Regions from separate parts of the Zea mays genome. Here region 2 is linked to region 1. A link is a contact called in public Hi-C data. All regions are on one chromosome and are shown on one strand. The core of a region is the stretch at or near the end of the contact, and the rest is flanking DNA. Distances in the headings are between cores, read along the strand shown.

Region 1 (6,617 bases), core at 2,901-5,400:
AGATATGAAAAGTGTGGTTCGGGAGAAGGATGAACCAGTTCTGAAGATACCTGTGGAGAAGCTTCGTCTTAGCAGTGAAAAATGGAACCAACTTAAAGGGGAAAAGGTTGTCTAGTCCTTGATAGATTATCACTAAGTCAATAATAAATGTCAAGGGCATGTATGTAATTTTACACAGGCTGTGTCCTGTGTCTATAAATAGATGAACAGTAGCACCGTACTGTTCACGCTGACTTGTATTCACTCGCACGTCACGCCTGAATTTTTACCTTCTGCCAAGCCGAAGGTATAAATGTAACTCGATATTGTTCATGTTTATTTGTGATAATATAATAAAATGTTCTGATGATTTCATATGATTATTCATGTTATTTTCCATGTTTCATATGCTTCTACTTTCATTATTATACATATATTGATATGATGAAGGTACGTCCTTCATAACTTTCGTCTAAAGTCCATTATATCCTAAAGAAGATAATGCTTTGAAGGACGAAGGTTTTTAACCATTAACATTTTGTGTTGCCTTGTTCTTAACTCATAGCATTTGAGAACAAGTCCCCAACAACATGTCATTATTCTATGTTGTTTTATTCAGCAATTTAGATTAACAAGGGATGACCTACGCGTTGATGACAATGAAGCAATTAATCAAATGAATAAATTATAGAGGTCAGTAACTATGTGGTGCATAAAACTCAGCACTCATGCTGAAAACTACTACACGTGAGAGTAAATCATCAGCATACTGACTTGGTATTATTTCCAAGTTACATCATTTATCCGGGATATAAAGCTTTGTCCAGCATCACCCAAGCTATCCAATCCCACCACTTTTGTCCCAAAATCTCGGTATATTGTACTCAACCTCTGTTCCTTGATTCATTATCAATTGCAGCCAGCACAACTATATGATTTCTCATCATTAATCCAAAGAGAAAAAATGAATCGGAGCCTAACTTTCTAGCATCAATTCCAACACATAGAAAAAACGGAATCTGGTTCAGAGGTAGATGGGTCATGGAGAACTGAGAACCCGCCAATAACAGCATCATGAGAATAGAATAAATTGTCCAAATCAATGCAGTTATCTCTAATAGTGTCTCTGATTCACTATTAACACTCAATTTACTTCAACATTAATATCCATTTTCTCATGTGAGTACATATTTTTTGCTCTTTGCTACTCTTAAGATGTTAGCATCCTCCACTTCGAGCGCCACAGCGAGGGCGCTGAGCTTAAGCTTGCCATGAGCCTCCACATCACCGCCACCATCCACTGCGGCCTCGGCCACCACGCCGATGCCATCCCCATCCTTGAGCGCACCGTCGCTATAGTCACACCCCTAGAGGCGCCTGCCCCTGCTGCCGAGGTCGATGACAAGAGGGGGCGATGAGTGGTCCCTCGCGCACCTTCTTCGGATGGATGCAGCTCGATGACATGCACGCCATGCTCGACTGCATGTACAACTCCAATGAGTTGGTAGTAGTAGGACCGTCTGGCGCCGGCACGAGACCACTTACCACCAGATTTAGGTGCTAGCGCAGGGTGTTTTCCAGAAATTTAGATGTTGTTCTAACTGAAAAGTGCTGGTCGTTCTGAGCAAAAATGAGTTGGTAGTATGTTGCTGATGATACTTTGAAGAATCGTGTTGGATGATTGGTTCTAGACATCTCACTATGCTTACTCTAATTATGTTGTTTGGTTTTGAATTAACATGTACTTATTTTTTCCCTAAAAGTTGGCCACAGGAGGATTGCTACATTTGGAAGGATGAGCAAAGGCCCTGTTCCATTTGCAAACATGGGGAAGAAAGCAAAAGGCAAGCACCTTCTTCTCAACCGTCTTTACAGGCCTTAGTTTTCAATTGTCGTGCCTCATGCCATTCTATGCACTTTGCGAAATGATTTCTAATGTGGGCTTGATAGTCTATGTTGTTCTGACCGGGTAAGAATGCACTGAATGGCTCTACTGGGTAGTAGAGAATCTATATAATCATCATTAGATGCCTAATACTCAGTTCCTTTTTAGTTATTCCCTTCATTTATGGTGTGCATTCGGAGAGAAACTGCCCATAATTTTGTCGTTGTATTCTATGGTGGATAAGACACATGCAGATAAACATAGACTCAATCCTATGAGTTCTACCTTTCACTGAACATTCTACATAATGGTTGTCATTTCATATTTGTTGGGAATATTTGCGAAGTACTTTATCTATTGTGGTATGTGGTACAACAAGCACATATACATTTTATGGTCAGATTTCTGTGCTAGCAAACTTTATGTGTTAATTAATACTTCATGTACTTGTAGATCTCTTGTACATATGTGCAGGAAGTCTTAACTGAGCTGTATCTTACTTGCATGTTGTGTTTGTCAATTGCATTTACATCAATGGCTTATGATCTAAATTTCACCCACCAATTTCCACTGATTTTTTGCCATATTAGTTATTCCTTTTTTTTGAAATATGCCTACAATCGTTTTTCAGTGAATGAGACCATTGGTTTGCCATCAACACATTTGGTTGAGCTCGCTTTAACTGTCGGCACAAGTGAACTTACCATTAGTGCTGAGGTTGGGTTTGACAGTACTTCGGCTGCTGTTACTAAGTACAACTCAGGGGATGGATACAACAAGTCTGATTTCTTTGCTTCCTTACTAATGTAAGCTCTGCAAGTTTATTCCTTTTTGTTTAGGCACGCATGTAAATTTATGCATTGCTTTCGATTTTGTAAATAGATAAACTTTTGCTGATTTAGTTCTCTTTTCCTTACCTTTTCTTTTTTAAGTTCAACAAGTAATGGTGTTTTCTTAACGATCTCTCCTTTATCCATGCTATAGTGATATTTTGCCACACCAATTTTGCATGTCTTAGTATTCAGAGAGCACGGATATGAGGAATGTCTTATTTGCAAGGGGTACATTAAATGACCCAATACATCGGCAAGGCTTGCCAGTATGGTTAATTAGCACATCAAATTATAGGAAATACTCCGTTACAAAGGCATAATGTTCAGTTTAGTTAGTGGAGATTAGATCGGCCATGTATGACCAAAATTTTAACAGGTCAGATGCTTTGGCACGCAAATGTAAAAAGTAGCACATAAATAATAGTGCTCAGATCCAATCGTGCGACGAGGCAGAAGACAGCCCCGAACGTTCTGATCCAGTTATTGGGGGCTTTCATCTTCCGAAGGTCCTCAAAAATATGATTTAACAATGTTTCTCGAGTGTAATATATGAACAGGTGTCTTCAGACTCAGATCAGAACCACACAGTGTGAAAAGCACTAACAACACGAAGGTTGACGCAGCGCCGAAGCTACATGCAAGGGAGCTTCGGCATATCGGCAGAAAAGGGAACCGACTTAAAAGGGAAAAGGTATTTAGACCTCGGTGGACTATCTATAAGTCAATAATAAATGTAAAGGGCATGATTGTAATTTCTCACAGGCTGCGTCCTGTGTCTATAAATAGATAAACAGTACCCCTGTACTGTTCACGCTGACTTGTACTTATTTTTGCGTCACGCTTGTACTTTCATTTTCTGTCAAGCCGAAGGTACAAATGTAATTCAATATTGTCATTATTCATTTGTTCATTTATGATTATATAATAAGAAATGTGTATGATGATGTTATATGTTTGTTCACATTATCCCTTATGTTTTACATGCTTCATCCGCCCTTGATATGTTTATATATAAATATGTTGAGATGATGAAGGTATGTCCTTCATGGCTTTCGTCCGAAAATCATTATATCTTTAGAGAAATAATGTTCCGAAGGACGAAGAGCATTAACAAATAACTTGTTTTTATGTTGCCTTGTTCTTAATTTATATCATTTGAGAATAAGTCCCCAACACCAGTAATCCACCGTTGTTCGACCCTCATCATAAACATGATCAAACAATAACAATTATGTAGGTCTAACTGAAAGGCTGGGCCAATCGTGCCCAAGCCCGATACCTAATAATTTCGGTGTCTCTGAAGCTCCAACTTCGCTAGCGGCACAACCTTCCTGACCCTGTGGTTCGCTCCTGGCATACTTACTTATCACCTCCTCCTTGTCTCTTTGTCTCGCTGCTCTCCCGCTCCTCGATGTATTTATAAAAGTATTACACATTTATATGTCAATATAAGATTAGTGTTATGGTTATATTTTGTTAAATTGATTTGATGTTTATCGTTTGTACTTATGTTTTATACTATTTTTTAACTTCTATAGCAGATAAGGATCGAATATAAAATGCACCATTTGAGTGAAATTTTGCCAAAAAAAAGGACGAGGAGAAACTCCAGGAGAAAAAAAAAACATTCACCTGCTCCCTCTCTTCTCCCCTTCGTCCAGGGGCTAGATCTGACACCCCTCCCACCCAACCTTGCTTCGCTCCCGCGCCTCCCAGATCCGATCTTCCCATGCCTCACTTCCGCTGATCCCACTGCCGCCGCGGACCGCCGCGATGGCGTCGCGCCCGCCTCTCCGCACCACCTCCGTCGCCTCCGTCTCATCCTCCACCGAGTCCCCCACCTCCACCGGCCCCCCCGGCGGCGTCCCGCAGTCCATCACCGCGCTCCTCAACAACCCGCTCCCCTCCGCCGCCGCCTCCTCGTACTCCTGGTTGTCCTGGCCGCCTCCCACCATCACGCTACCCGATGCGGCTCCACCACCGCCGTCGCATCCCTGCGAGGTCACTCGCGCCGACTTCGCGCCCTACCTTGCCGCTGTCTCCGACCCCTTCGCGCGCTTCGCCGACATCCGCCTCCACGCCAGCGCCGAGCTCGCCGCCGCCTCTGACGCCGAGGGCGCCCCAGCGGTCTCCTCTGGCCTCGCCGCCTGCCTCCGCGAGGTGCCCGCGCTCTTCTTCAAGGAGGACTTCGCGCTCGAGGACGGGCCCACCTTCCAGGTCGCCTGCCCGCTCGATGATGAAGCGCTGCAGGAGCGCCTCGGACAGCACCTTGACGTCGTTGAAGCCCACCTTGTGCGGGAGATAGCGCTCCGGTCCGAGTCCTTCTACGAAGCGCAGGGCCGGCTGCGCGGGCTTGATGGGGAGATAGTCACGACTGTAGGGAGGATCCGCGAGCTCAGAGAGGTGGTCCGGGTTCTCACGGGGGACCTCGTCGGGGCAGCGAGGCAGGTGCAAGAGCTCAATGCTACCCGAGGCAACCTTGTGACGCTGCAGCAGAAGCTAACTGTCATCCTGTATGTCAGCCAGGCGCTTACCGCGCTCAAGCTGGTGAGTGCATTTACCAGACAACTTTGTTTCTCCTTGTATCTTGCTTGTTGACCATAATGTAGTTGTCCAAAATGATTTGGATATATTCACTACACCATATATTCTCACGGGCTATTACAAATGTGAATAACAAATGTAGCCTAACATGGAACTACACTGTGGTATATTTGGAACTTGTTATATGAGAAAAACTTAGAGATTAGATATTTTTTTGTTGATGGACCATTGCCACACCTCGTAATGGAAAGAACACGTCCACCATTTGCTTATCTGTAGGCATCTAGCTGTTAATGCTTATTAAAAGCCTATCATGGCTTTGTTCAAGGTAGTTGATCTTGTGTATGTGCCTTATAATCCCATGACTGCTCAAATTTTCAATACAAAGGGGCCTGATATGCTGCTTGCATTTGCATTGCCACCTTGGAACACTGTAAAAATAGCGATGGGCAAATGCATTCTTGGGCCCAGTGCAAACAATGATACTACATTCTGCTAGCAAAACTGGACATCATCATTATCATCCATGCCAGTAAAATCACTAGTATGTGAATATGAGATCTTGCAGAGATATTTTTTGGATTAGCAATCCTGTCGTTCCATGCCTAAAACTGTTTAGACTTGGGCTGCAACAAGGAAAGTTGCTTTCGTACTAAATCTTGTAATTTTGATGTGACAAACCTATTTTGTCTGCTTTCATTTGTTAATCTTGTTCTACATTTGCAGCTTGTCGCAGCAGCAGATTGTGCTGGTGCCCTCGATGTCATTGATAACTTGCAAAATCTGCTAGTAAGTTACCCAGCTCGTTTACTATGATCTGATACAATGTACTGTTGACACATCAACAATTGGGCATTCCCAATGAATCAAACTATCTAATTATTTTAATTGCCATATGCCTACAAATACTTTATCTTCCGTGGCCACTATCTTAGAAACGTGCAACATACGTAAGTAACGTAACTTACACTATGACAGTCCATGAACTTTTGTTCTTGTCAATCAGGATACTGATGAACTTGCTGGGCTTTATTGCTTTTGGCATATTCGAGATCAGCTGGGAACATCACTAGATTCAGTGAACAGGTATTTTCTGATTAAATAACATAAATTTGAATACTCAACAGATGCATAGTTTTAACATAGAAACAAGAGCTTTTAGATCACATGAGTATTTGCAGGCTACTCTTGATGTGGAAACATGTGTGATTTCTGACTGAAACGCTGGGAATATTCTCTAGCCATAGAGATAAGCTAGCTTGTTTTTAGGAAGGGCCAATAATTGTTCCCTTTTTGTAATCATTCCACCCTTTTCCTTTCCTAGAACTGTGGTTTATTTGACTGAACTTTTATATGTTGGATTGCTAAATAGATTT
Region 2 (6,617 bases), core at 1,968-4,467, 460 kb before region 1:
ATAATAGTGAACTGACTGAGTCTATCTTCCTATAATTCAGCCGACCCATCCTCGCTCAGTTCCGACGTACGTGGCCTCTGCACGGGAAGGTCGGGTCACTGTTGTGATCACCGCTCGAATTCATCGGGCCGTCTGGGCTTGCATCGATCCGCTTTATTGGGCGTTCCTCCCTAGGCCCACGAAGGGATGACCTTGCGGATTATTGGGCCCACGGGCCCCTCGCGAGGCATCTTGTCCTTCTGGTGGACCCGGGGGATATCTGTCCCCCACAGCAGGTGACCGTTGGCGCTACAGGCTTTCACACCAGACAGTTCGGGTGTCACAACGGACAGTCCGGTGACATCTCTCCACCAGTTTCACCAGTAACTAGCCATTGGGCTACACTTCCCTGTTGCACCGGACAGTCCAGTGTCCTCGACCGGACAGTCCGTCCGTGGTAACACTTTTCTTCGTTTCTTGGACTTTGCTTGATACTTATTGATCTTCTCTTGTCATCTTCATAATGTCTTCTTTTAAGGTGTTGCTTTCTTCAATGCCTTAGTCCAAATCACTTTAGCATCCTATGAACTACAAACATAAACACTAGCAAACTCATTAGTCCACATGTTATGTTGATCATCAAACACCAAAATCTATTGAGCCAAATGGCCCAGGGTCCATTTTCCTAACAACTGTAAAACCCGCAACCACTGAGCTAGCTTATATAACTTGGTAAGCGGTAAAGATGAACGGTCCCCCGTGACTATAAATAGAGGAGCAGTGCCATGCATAGGGGATGGTTTTTTTCCAAACCCTGAGCACTAGATCGCTCGACCTTCGAATATACATTCATGTCATAACTTGTGTGAAGCTGAAGGTACATTTGTACTTACTTCATATTTTACTAGGAATGGAATAAATGTAAACGTATTCATCTAGATGAGAGATATGTTTCACTCTTATTGATTTACATATTGTTTTCATTACCTTTATTAAGTTATCCTATTGTCTTCTCCTTTTAATTTATCTTCGTAGAACAGTTAATTAAAGGGAGAAGCTTCCAATTTAATAACTTGTGTTGCCTCGTTTTTGATATCTTTCAGAAATAAAAAACAAGTGACCAACAGGATCCCTCTTGGGATGTTAGATCTAGGTTTATCCGAGAGCTATCTGCGTGTGCCAAACAGTCCGACATCCAATCGCGTACAATCCGGCACCACCGGACAGTCCGGTGCCCACCACGAATAGTTCGACGAAGAGCAGAGCCGACCCTAAGGTCCTGACCATCACGTGCAGGCCCTAGGTTTTGTTAGTATTTGGCTCAAAAAGGCGCCAACAAAAACTTTACAATGATTTGTGCTCTATTTAAACTAGTTGTTGTGTCCAATCTGAACGCGTCTACCATATAACCTACATAAAATGCATTTTATGTGCCGAGTGAGAAACCACAATTCTAATCCCCGTGTCGTTTCTCGTAAGATGTCTCATGCAACACCAAACCCTAGTCGTCATCCACTCATTGTCGCGCCCTTCCTCCTCTCCCCTTCGCTTTGCCGCCACCAGAGTAAGCGACCGAAAGACCTAAATGGCTTGCGAGAATGGTGGCGGCAAGGTCTTCCTCGCGTGGCCTAGCATGCTTTAGCCCGGCCTGAGCACAACATGACCCATTGTCTATCTAGGGGTGACAACGGGTCGGCCCGGGTACCGGATACAGATATTGCAAATACCCGTTTTTTCGGATACAGATTCAGATATTTTTATATTCGGGTCGGATACGATAATACCCGGATAGTGCAGCTTCAGATTCGGGTTGGATAAGGAGCGATGACTACCCGATAAATACTCGGATATTCGGGTTAGATACGAGTACCCGGAATTCGGGTACCCGTTTTTTCTTTTTCTGCATAATAATATAGTTATAAAATCATAAATTTTACATATGAAATCAGATGGAGATAAAGTTTATATAAAAATTGTAGAGCTCGAAGAGATCTATAACTTTGTAGTACATCAAATTTTTGTTTAAACACATTTAGGCCAAAATTATTGAAATAATTTCCAAATTTATATAAAATTAATAGACTTTATCATTTTCACGTGGGGACTTAAGGTTATCTCCATGTAGGAAGTTAATGTTATCTATTTATAAACTATTTATTAGCATTAGTAACTTATACGTAATTTTTGGTCGACACTACAATATTTTTATGAATTTAATTGTATTTGATGATTTTCTACAACAAGCAATTAATAATACACCAAATAGCCTAAAAATTTTATGAAATTTTACGAAGGCACAACATATGTCCATATATAACCATAAAAATGTTTTGATCATAAGATCTATAAGATGCACACGTACCTTCCATTTCACTTTAACTTATTTGTATGAGCTACAAGTGAAATCACTCTAACTATCCAAGTTTCAACATAATCAGTACTTTACTTTATCATTTTGATGTGAGGACTTGAGTTATCTTCGTATAGAATGTTTATTAGTTTTTGTAACTTATTTGCAATTTTTGGGGGAAACTAGAATATTTTATGAATTTAATTACATTATCCGACAATTATTCGATATCCGACCAAATAATATCCGTATCCGTCACTTATTCGCCCGAATAAATATTCGGTCCTTGTATCTGTATCCATCCTATTTCTAACTATCCGATTCTGATCCCGAATCCATTTTAAATATATTAGGGTAGGATACAGGATGATCTACTATCCATCCGTATCCGCTCGTTTTCACCCTTATGTCTATCTGAATGTTTTCTCTCTCTATTTTTTATAAAAATATTTATATTATGCTTAAATATAAACTACAAGACATAAAAACATATATGTTATTGGCTACGTGGATGTCAATGTGTGTTGAAGGCAATGTTCAAATACCCACTTGTGCGTTGTTTCTGGGACACGAGGGCAGGTGTGTCGAGTAAATGATGAAATAGGCTGTTTTTTTGTGGTTGTTACTTGAGCTTGGCCCATATAGAGCCCAATTCAATTTGGGCCAAGCTGATTCCAGCCAATATCCATTTTGATTCTCATACTAGAGATCAGGTCGCGTAATCAAGCCTAATCGTCAATGCCTCAATGGAGAAGTTCATTGAAACAAAACCATCATAATTAATACAACTAACTTGGCCCATTTACATGAGATAGGATCAATTCACATGGCACATTGGCGTCTCACGAATAAAATCAATTCACAACCCCAAGGAAAGGGAGAAAGAACCGAGGAAGGTACTGGGCACTTGGGCAGGCTGCTCCGACTGGACCACTGCTATCCTCAGTGCTCTCTCTCTCCTACTCCTGTGATTCTCCTCTTCAGCTCTTCTCGCCCATTCCAGCTCCGACTGCGCCGGTGGGGGACCGCGCACCCCAGCGGCGCCAGGCGTCCACGGGATGGTGGTTCTTGTGGCTACTGCCGCTCGGTGGCCCGGGGGAAGCACGGCTGCCCGGGCGCGCCCGCCGGCTGCGAGGGGCAGGGCCCCCCTCCGCGTCGCCGCCGAGCCCGAGCACAAGGCGGCCACGGTCAGGTTTGGTACGCGCCATTGGAAGAAAACCAGTAGCTGTCGCGACCTTTTTTGATGTTTCGATTGCTTCGTTCACCTGCGCACTAGATCACCGCCTTCCTTCAGGTCGCTGGACCTCCATTATGTTATGCCTGACAGGCGCAACCATAAGCAATTCTAATTGCATCTTGATAGACCAATTCCAGGCTAAGATAGCGCGAGAATTAGGGACACTGTGGCAGCAAGTTATGGATACTGAACACTAGTGTTGCAGTTTCTTTCCCACTTCTTGATGTAACATTTGGTTAAAACATCCTTTTTTTTTGGAGCCATAACAGTAAGAGTAAGACCTGTTAAACTTGCTAAATATATTATACATAAGTAATTAAGTCCTGGAGAACAATATATGAACCACAATGCATCCCTTAGATCTGTAACACTACCTAAACCATCTTTTGCCGACTCAAAGGCTTCCCATAATCTTTTATTAGGTGCTATTTATGTCATGCCTCAGGCATTGCCATATGAATAACTACTTGTTATTTAACAGAAAAATATAGATTGTTATCATGGATGAAACCAATAAGGCATGACGTCAGGGCCCAAATGTCCAATGTAAATGTTGGTGCCGGAAGTTATGGAGGAGATGAAGCAAATGGCCATGGAGAACATTTGGATACCTCTGCTACCGGAGACCCCAACAAATTGTTAGTGTCCACCCTCCCCTTGTTTTCTCTCCATTTTCATGCAACGTCTTGTACACTGAACTCCTATCCTTGAAAATGCATCACAGAGCAAAACAACTTTCAGGATCTCGTTACCTGCAACCCGTTGGTGTCGTGCTATTTCTGTGTGCCCTGGCAACTAGTTTTTTCGTTTTCTTTAAAGGACAATCATCTGCAGTTGTAGCTATGCTGGCAAAATCAGGTTTCACGGCGGCATTTACACTGATTTTTGTATCTGAGATTGGAGATAAGGTATAAAATTCATTTCAATTGGCATCTTTTGCCCCCTCTCATCTTGAACTTCCAGCTACACTGTGAGATGCCTCTTCACCTTCTTTAAAGTAACATAAGAAATGTTGAAGCTTTTCTAATATTTCTTTATAGTGTTATTGAAACATGCACAACCTACTTGGAGTTAGTAAATTTACTGAGCAGACTGAATTTTTGAGTTTTTTACATTCTTTTGAGTTCAGCCATTGGTATAGACTAGAGTTCAACAATATTTTAATGTTCTCATCCTTTGCAATGTTTCATTTTCCATCTCCATCTTTGAGATTTTGTTTCATAAATGGTACAACCCTGGTTTGTAACGTACATGAAGCTTAGCTGTTAGCAGCATGCAGTTTCATCTATGTTGTGATTTGTGATCGTAACTTACTATATTTAAAGAATTGAGGACTTTGCATTACCTCTGCAGTGAATTGCTATTGTTTAATTTCAATTATACATGTATTGGAGTTCTTAGTTTTTTTGTTTGGTTGCTAACAATTGCAGATATATGCTGTTCAATTTGTATTTTTTTCAGTATATATATCTTCTTTTTTTCCATACTATCTTCTATGATTAAAGCACTTCTAATAGACGAAGGAATTTGATTGCCTTGACACTTCTACCATTGCAGACGTTTTTCATTGCTGCACTACTCGCGATGCAGTATCAAAGAGCACTGGTATGTTGTGAGCCTAGAAATCTAATATATGTCCCACTTTATTTCCTAGTTTATTGATTTTCCATCTTTGCTCATCTCTAGATAGTGCATCTCTGTGATCTGATCCTTGACAGAGAAAGCTTGTTTGTATGTGCCTGTTATTTAATAAAAAAACGCCAGTATACCACTATAAATGGTTGAGAGAAGGTTTGAGTCTTCGAGGGGGAGATCAGCACCCCCGTGATGGCCTCCCCCCCCCCCCCCCCCCCCACACACACACAAAAACAGTTGGGCAGAGATCTCCTTGTAAATGAAATATTTACCAAAAACCAGGCATTGTTAACTGCATCTGCGCGTGAATGAAACTACGAATGGTGTTTGAAATCCTGCTTTATTAAACATCAATCACATGTATGGAGTGTTCCATTGGTCATTGGCTAGAGCAAGGTTTTAAAGTTGTCCGACTAATCACGATTAGTCGGCCTTATCGCTGGAGCAAGCTCGATCAAGGTCTTCGACTCGACTAGGATGACTAGGAAGCGATTAGTCATCCTAGTTGCGGACTAATCATGATTAGTCGTCTGACTAGTGTTATGACTGACTGATTTTGTTCGTTTTGGGCCAGTATCCGGTCTCTTTTTTATGGGCCAGCCCACCATCTCTAAAGGTCTAAATACACTGTTTTTGCCCTGCCTAGAGTCCTGGACACGCAGCATTGTAGCCGTCGCCACCTGTACATGGCGTGTGCCGTGCTCAGCGCCACCGCCTTTGCTCCATTGCTCCCTTCTCCAGCGCTGCTGCCCTCCTCTCCATTCGCCCTGCTGTGCGTCCGTTGCTCCATCGCGTGGCTGCTGCAGAGGCCCTCTGCTTGAGTCTACAGTGTGCGGCACGTTTGCTGCAGCCTCCAGCGCGCGGCGGCCATTCTTATGACTTTTAGTGAAAACATGCTGCTAGTCTGCTACAGTTATATTGCCATTAGATCTGCAATAATATTGTTTTAATGCTACCCTGACTTTATGCTAAAATGGTATTTGCAATATAGTGTCCTGTTGTCCGACATTTAATGTTATGATTTGCATTTGAATTTTGAACCTATGATGCTGCGACAGCTATATATATTAATATATATAAATACATATGGTTCTGTTATAGGTGGACGACTAGGAGTCGACTAGGCTCGACTAATCGAGTAAATCGATGACTTATCGTGATTAGTCAACTTATCGGTGCTTAGGCGACTAGAGTCGACTTTAAAACCTTGGGCTAGAGTGTAAAGTCTGTCACCCCCCCCCCCCCCCCTACCATAGTTTGTGCCTGAATGTTGGCAGTGACAACATGGCAGCAACTGAGATCAGGTAATGGTAGCCAGTTGGTGAGGACTGAATGTGCAACAGGACTCCAAAACAGTTGAATATATGTGGTCTGAAGTTTTGCATCACACATTTGTTTTTTAATTAAAGTTGTAAT

What was found. Hi-C and Micro-C count contacts between places; a contact is called where the count stands out from the background.
Region 2: a contact with region 1 is called in a Hi-C map of leaf, with 4 times the contacts expected there. The contact joins the promoter of LOC100273159 here to the promoter of LOC103646811 in region 1. A contact is called at or near these places in 6 of 25 Hi-C or Micro-C datasets (ear, endosperm, leaf and 2 more) and 1 of 3 datasets of contacts at active chromatin or transcription factors (leaf).

Annotation. Positions count from the first base shown.
Region 1 is chr2:108,901,245-108,907,861 of Zm-B73-REFERENCE-NAM-5.0, reverse strand. It overlaps LOC103646811 (vacuolar protein sorting-associated protein 54, chloroplastic), which reads left to right and starts at 4,150. Exons shown (of 19, transcript XM_020548378.2): 1 at 4,150-5,244; 2 at 5,968-6,030; 3 at 6,248-6,327. The coding sequence starts at 4,471.
Region 2 is chr2:109,356,029-109,362,645 of Zm-B73-REFERENCE-NAM-5.0, reverse strand. It overlaps LOC100273159 (GDT1-like protein 2 chloroplastic), which reads left to right and starts at 3,217. Exons shown (of 10, transcript NM_001147605.1): 1 at 3,217-3,526; 2 at 4,048-4,204; 3 at 4,291-4,474; 4 at 5,124-5,171. The coding sequence starts at 3,388.